Regions from separate parts of the Mus musculus genome. Here region 2 is linked to region 1. The links are chromatin contacts, called in public promoter capture Hi-C maps. All regions are on one chromosome and are shown on one strand. The core of a region is the stretch at or near the end of the contact, and the rest is flanking DNA. Distances in the headings are between cores, read along the strand shown.

Region 1 (3,240 bases), core at 579-3,078:
CTAATGGAGCTCCATTGTCCTCCCAACCACAGGCAAGCAATCTGCCAGTGAAAGAAGTGATGGACACCTGGACTAGCCAGATGGGTTATCCTGTGGTCACTGTGAGTGGAAGGCAGAACATCACCCAGAAACGCTTTCTGTTGGACTCCAAAGCTGATCCTTCGCAGCCACCGTCAGAGCTCGGGTAAAGATGACTCACTTTAAAAGAACAGGAGAAATTACTCAGCAGAAATACTGCTCGTACACTTAGGTCCTGCCTTCGTGGTATGATTGGCATGTGACAGTGTAAAGGTACAGCCTTTAGGCAACAGAGAGGTCAAGGCTAGCCAAGTGGCAGAACTGAGCGTTTGCCCACGTTTATCTTCTATGTGGACATGGACATCAAAGAATAAAAGAGTGGAAGCAGTGGAAAAAAATAAAGCCAGGTGTTGAACATGAGTGGGCGGGGCTGTGGGCAGTATGGAATGCTGGGAGAAAGGCTAAAGGGAAAATCATGGTCCAAAGGGAACTGGGAAAGATGTTGACAGATAATTACAGTGACCTCCCTAGGCAGGCTCTGCACTTACAGTGTGCAGTGCACAATAAAGAATACAGAGGATCTGAAAAATGGGTTGAGTAGTGAGCCCAGGCTGTGCCTTTCGGACCTACTCCTCCGCTTCATTCCCACCCATCACTCTTGCCCTCACTGTTAGAGAACTCTCAGAAGTCTGGCAGTGACAGCAGGCAGGAATCCAGATGGCTTGTTCCCCACCCCCTTCCAAATATACTAAAACAGTAGAGGACAGCCAAAGACTTCCACAGTGGAGGCTCCGGAGCAAAGCCATCCTTGCAAGGAGCATGGGCTGGGCTTCCCCTACGACTGCTCACGGGAGAGGCTTGTTTCCAAAACCTATCTTCCTCCTCTGTAGAAGGGGTAGCATCCAAGCCCTCAAGAGTAATCAATTCCGTTTTGAGAGATGATTTAGTTGGTAACAGACGTGCCATGAAAGCTTGAGGGTCCGAGTTTGCATCCCTAGAACCCATGTGAGGCCAGATAGAGCAGCACGCACTGGCAGCCCCAGTACCTCTATGGTAAGACGCATAGTGGCCTCAGGACATTCCCCAGAATCCTCAGCCCGTCTGCATACGCGAAAGTGGACAACAGAGAGACCTTGTCTCATATACGGTGGATGGTAAGGATCCTCTCACGTCCACACAAGTGGATATGCACACCCACACACAGATGCACACATCACACATGCAGACTCAGAACAACAACGTGATCAACTCAACTCTCCTTTCTTAAATATGAATAGACAGTGGAGAATTAGAAGACACATGAAAAATGGCTAAGCATGAAAGCTTAAACAATCCCAGGTGGACAAATGAAAAAGTCCCGACTCTACGGACATTAATCAGGAACCAAAAATGGGAAGAAAAAAAGGGGGGAAAGAAAGAAAGAGAAAATTATAAGAAATATTCAGACTTAAAAAAAAAAAGCTATGTGCTTATTGTACAAGACACAGTGCCTTCGAAAGGCAAATTGAGAACCCAGAAGGAAGACTAAAATTTTCAATGAAGTAAATTTGGGAGAAATTCTCCAAAAATGTAAAACTGACACAACGAGATGGTAACTATGAAGAAGGCAAACCTGAAAGCCTAGTGTCCGAAGAAGGGGTGAACAGCTAGGCACAGTGGCAGAGTCTGTGGGCGAGTGATAGGACCTGACCCAGTGTGGCAGGAGCTGGATCCTTGCCAGCTGGCAGGGATAGTGTGTGTAGCTTGTCCTTGGGTCCCATGGGTGTATCACATGGAAATGAACAAACTCTGTGAATTGACCTCTGTGAACTGAGAGCTGGTTGTGAAACCCTCAGTGGCTAGTGGCATGTCACAGAACGACAGTCACACCAAAAAAGGTGGGGCAAGACTCTCCCCTAGAGGTCCACGTGTGACCCAGGGAGAAGCTTGAGAATGATTTTATTTTGAAAATGTTTACTGTTAAAGGGAAACAGAAGTAGTAACATGAGGGAACTAGCCCGTGCCTCTCGTGGTTAAAGTAGAACATATTGGGTAATGTTAGTCAAGTTAAACTGGAGAGCCAGGCCAGAAGCTTGTGCCCAAGGAAGGGATGTGACAGCCTAGGGTTTTCAGCACCAGCTCTTCAAACTTTTTATTAATTATGAACTTATGTACAAATTGCCCAAGGCAAATTCCCCTGACCATTTAAGCAGCACTTCACTTTGAAATTTAATCAAATTATCTTATATATAAAACACATAAACTTATACATGGGACCAAGTTCATCTAAACACTTCTAATTAAAACTTTATTTCTAAGCCAGACAGTGGTGGCACACACCTTTAATCCCAGCACCCAGTGGGGACAAACAGACAGATTTCAAGAATTTGAGGCTAGCTTGGTCTACAGATTGAGTTCCAGGATAGCCAAGGCTATATATAAAGATATCTTGTCTCAAAAACAAAACAAACCAAAAAAACCCCAAAACTAGTAATTTCAAAGTATGAAGATTCAACTAAGATGTACAAATCTGTATCATCTACATTTTTATTTCTTGTATATTTTTATAAATCTAGTTAAAGCACAAATTATAGGGTCAGTGGCTTAGTGGGGGAGGGCACTGGCAGCCAAATCTGATGACCCACATGGAAACCACACAGATAGGAGAGGATCTTTGGATCTATTTTATGGGGGGGAAATGTGAAAATCGAGGCAGAAAGCGGTTATGCAACTCATTCAAGGTTGCTCAGAGAGGAAGTGATGGGACCTTCATTTGAATGCAGGCAGACTAGCTACAAGGCTGCATAGGAAGACTGGGGGGGTGGGCAAGGAAGGAGAGGGAGGGAAAGCCTGGGACAGGGATGCAAGCCACAATAGAGGGTGGAGACATTGGCTAGGATAGTGAGAAATCAAGGGACCGGAGGGAGAACACTGACAGATGACATTTGTATTTTCCCAAGTTCCCTCCAGTGACAACATGCGCATTGGATGTTACAGTGAGTAAGGCAGCAACATCCTCTGTCTTGCAAAACAACCTTCCACTAGGCAGGTTTCCCAGTAATTGTTTCCTCCTGTCATGGGTAGCCACTGATTTATTAAGCAAAGACAGCTCTTGCTTTGTTTGAGCTAGAGGGATTGGAGTAACAAACAAACAAACAAACCAGAAACAAACCTCCTGGTTTATCCATTCTGGTCTATACAGACCCTTCCCCTAAAAAAATTACAACTAAGTGAACCAAACAC
Region 2 (3,678 bases), core at 822-3,321, 1.4 Mb before region 1:
GTTTCTGATCATAACAAATATCCACCATCTCTTGGATACAAGCAGACCTATATAACCTATACTATACTATACTATACTATACTGTACTATAACCAGCTAATCCTTGGAGAACACAGCACTGTATTCTTTGGTAGAAAGTAACTGCCATGTTATAACTGGGAACTCTTTAAACTTTTCGAACATAGAATATAACATATTGAACATGCATATTACATACAAACGTTGTTCGTATGTAATTGGTAGTATTTTGGAAAAGGCATAGTCTACAGTTTTATCACACACACGTTTGTTTTTATGTTCCTTTAGACTTTCGTCAGTGCACGATGCCTGAAAAATGCACACATGAATGAGTCAGTTCTCCACGGGCCTCTTTTTCACTCCCGCTATTCTTCATTTCAGACCTGCCCTGAGCATCTCTCCATTTCAGGAAAAATGAACTTCTTTGGCATCACATGTGCTGGTTCCCCAGTATCTCACTATATTGATGCTTCACCAGATATTTATTTAATCTACCCATTTTCAATTTAGTATTTTAAAGTTTTAGAAATAATGACCGTAGTTTAAAAAAAATACTGTCTCTTAAAACTAATGATGTTTCTTCTAATTAAAAACGTTTCAGAGTTTTAACTCAGCCTAGCATATTTGTAGCACTAATTTTGATCCTGGCACCTTTTTAAAAAAGAGAGAGAGAGAAAAAAAAGAAAACCAAAATAATTATGCAGTGAGAAGGATCTGGGCAATGTTACTCCAGCTTTTTATTTATTTATTTTTTTAATGGTTTTTTGAGACAGGGTTTCTCTGTATAGCCTCAGCTGTCCTGGAACTCACTCTGTAGACCAGGCTGTCCTCAAACTCAGAAATCTGTCTGCCTCTGCCTCCCAAGTGCTGGGATTAAAGGTGTGTGCCACCACTGCCCGGCGGTACTCCAGCTTTGTGAGTTAATGAAATACAAGCATGGTATGACACAGCTTGACATGATATCCATATTGTATGTTTTTGAAAAAAAATATATTCATCGCCAGTTCACACTTCATATTTCTGTTGCTTATAGTAAAACTAACAGTAGATGATTTTAGTTCCTTAACTCCTGCTGTGGCTCAAATTTTAAAATCTGAATGGTCCAAGCCACTAACATTTCTACCCCCATTGGCTTGTTATGTTGCTTAAGCTTTTTATCATAGGATACGGGAACGATAAGAGGCACTGCAGCGGAGCTTCTGTATTCCAAAAACATTTCCCCCCTCCTTGCTGTTTTATAATAGCCCGTTATTTCCTTGATTGATCAGGATTACTGTCTCTAGCTAGTAAAGTCCTTTCTTATTTACATTTGATACCTTGGCAGGAAGACACCTGAAGTAGCCAGGTGGCAGGATTTTCCGTTCCAATTTTAGTATTTATGGTGCTGAAGCCGGCGCCCTACTAAGCAGGTAATTAAGGTGAGAAACCAGAATGACTTCAAGATTTTTGGCCTGGGTGATTTTTACTAACTCAGGCGTGACTGAAAATGGTTTAAAGTAATATTTGTTCTGTCACAGTTTGTGGTTGACATGGACTGTGTGGGTTTTATTCATTTATTATTATTATTTTTTATAAAGCCCATACTACTTTGGCAATTACTGCCAATTAGCGTCGCTATACAGCATGAAGAAAAAGCTCAGCGAATTAGAGCTTTTTAAAGCCCCGAGGGGAGACCTCCAATACTAAAAGGGAGCACACATCTAAACTTTCATTCATCCTCCAGCTCTATGAACTTAAGAGTTTCCAGCAGCCAATCAGCTCTCAAGTAGGTGGCGTCAGCAAGTGGGCGGGGCAGTGGGGATGCTAATCTCTCCGCTTCTGTGGCTTGGCCACGTAGGACGCCTTGCAGGTCCTGGAAGGTATATAATAAACAATGATCTCTCAGTAAGAAAAAAGCTTCTAACCCACACTCAAGCCTAAAAACGACCATTATTATTTATTTTTAAATATGTATATTATTTATCAGGTTAGTGCAATTTCTTTCTTTCTACAGTGAATATCTTGTCTCCTTCTGACTTCTACAGACCTGTGGTCCTCGGCTTACGCATGCGCAGTAGGCGGGCGTGTTTCCGGGCGGTGCGGGAGGCTGGAGGCCAGAGGGCTGGCCCTACCGCCGGGGACATGGAGACTCTGTACCGAGTCCCATTCTTAGTGCTCGAATGCCCCAACCTGAAGCTGAAGAAACCGCCCTGGGTGCACATGCCGTCGGCTATGACGGTGTACGCCCTGGTAGTGGTATCTTACTTCCTCATTACCGGAGGTAACTCGGCCGTGATGGGTCGGGTGGGCGCGCAGGCTGCTCGCTCCGGAGGCGCGTGGCCCCCGAGCCGGGCCCCGTAGGCTCACGCCTTTCACTGGAAAGAGATGGTCTCCTCTCTGCCCGCTTTTTCCTTCGAGCGCTGAGTTGGATATAATTGTCAAGTCCAGCTAGTTGTTATTTCTTGCTGTGCATTGTTTGACCAGGGTCTTGGGAACATCATTTTTGAATCACTGTGTTTCCTTGGTTGGTCGAGAGAGTGTGGGACTTTTATTAAACTAATCGTGAGGACCCTGAAATCGTGGAAGAGATCTGATAACCTTTGAGTTTGTTAGTTCAGACCCCAGGGGCTTGGATTGCTTTATGTCAAATCACAGGAATGAGAAGGGAACTTACCGAAGCCACGGTTTTTTTGAGAAATACGTGAGATTGGAATTGAGGCTTGCAAAAAGATGGTGTATCTCAGAGGGCAGAAAATGGGACTCAGAAAATAGAAGGGAAGCAGTGCTTTTTAGATATCTGTCACCAAATCCCTTAAGTGGAAAATGCAGAGGGGTGTGGCTTTGCCTATTGGTGAGTTGGCAGTCCGTCTGCAGGCTCTAGAGCACCCTTTGGAGCGACAGTTCCAGGATGTATCCAGGACTGGGCTTCAGGAATTTAGGAAGTAGTGTACTACTTAATTCAGAAAATTAAAAAGATTTTTGGTTAGCAAAAGTGGTTCAACTTTTTTTAGGGTGTGTGTAGACATATTGCTATTGCTTAACTGCTTTCTGAGGCTACTTGGCATATTTGAAGAGGTAGAAGACAGTATTTAACTGTAGAGTTGGCATTCTACGGAGTGCACATTAACGGAAATGCTAAAGGCCACTTTAAACATTGTTGTTGTTGTTTAAGAAAAAAAAAAAAAAAGACATTACCTGGTGTGTGTGGCGTTAACATTCACTTTTGCTCAGCACAGTGAATCGTGAATATGACACCTAATGCCTTGGGCTTTAAGAACTTAGTGTTCATTCTTGCCAGCTTGTTTCTTGACTTTTGCTTCCTTTGGAGACAGTTTTTGTGAGAAGCCTCAGCTTTCTATTGGGCCACAGTTTTGGTGGTTTTAGAATGGGGTTTGGGGGGAATTTCGCTGCCCCAACCACTGGGTCAAAATGGAAGGGCGCATTTTGTACATTTACCGTTTGGCTTCTGGAATGGCTTCTTCTCAGCATGGCGAGAAGCATGGCAGTCGTGTGCAGGCAGACGTGGTGCTGGGAGAGCTGAAAATTCTAATGGACAGCTTTCTAAAAACTGAGTGTACCTGTACCTAAGCAATGTTGCTGGGAAGGACAGGCGACACTGACTTTCTGTTAACTCAGTGCTGGGATAACAGCAAAGAAAATATAATGACTCTGCCCTCCATA

Evidence for each region. Promoter capture Hi-C pulls out the DNA fragments that hold promoters and counts their contacts.
Region 2: a promoter capture Hi-C map of liver shows a contact between it and region 1, with 3 times the contacts expected there. The contact joins the promoter of Ostc here to the enhancer-like site in region 1. A contact is called at or near these places in 3 of 39 promoter capture datasets (hippocampal neurons, liver and pre-B cells) and 1 of 484 Hi-C or Micro-C datasets (cortical neurons).

Annotation. Positions count from the first base shown.
Region 1 is chr3:129,295,774-129,299,013 of GRCm38.p6, reverse strand. It overlaps Enpep (glutamyl aminopeptidase), which reads left to right. Exons shown (of 20, transcript NM_007934.3): 10 at 33-184. Among named protein-coding and RNA genes, the nearest start is that of Enpep, 35 kb to the left of the region's middle. Within about 2 kb of position 1,828, at least 18 of the 459 cell types and tissues checked have an H3K27ac peak or open chromatin away from gene starts, as enhancers often do. A contact at or near this core is called in liver, where this site is marked.
Region 2 is chr3:130,707,837-130,711,514 of GRCm38.p6, reverse strand. Ostc (oligosaccharyltransferase complex subunit (non-catalytic)) reads left to right here and starts at 2,071. Exons shown (of 4, transcript NM_025509.3): 1 at 2,071-2,278. The coding sequence starts at 2,140.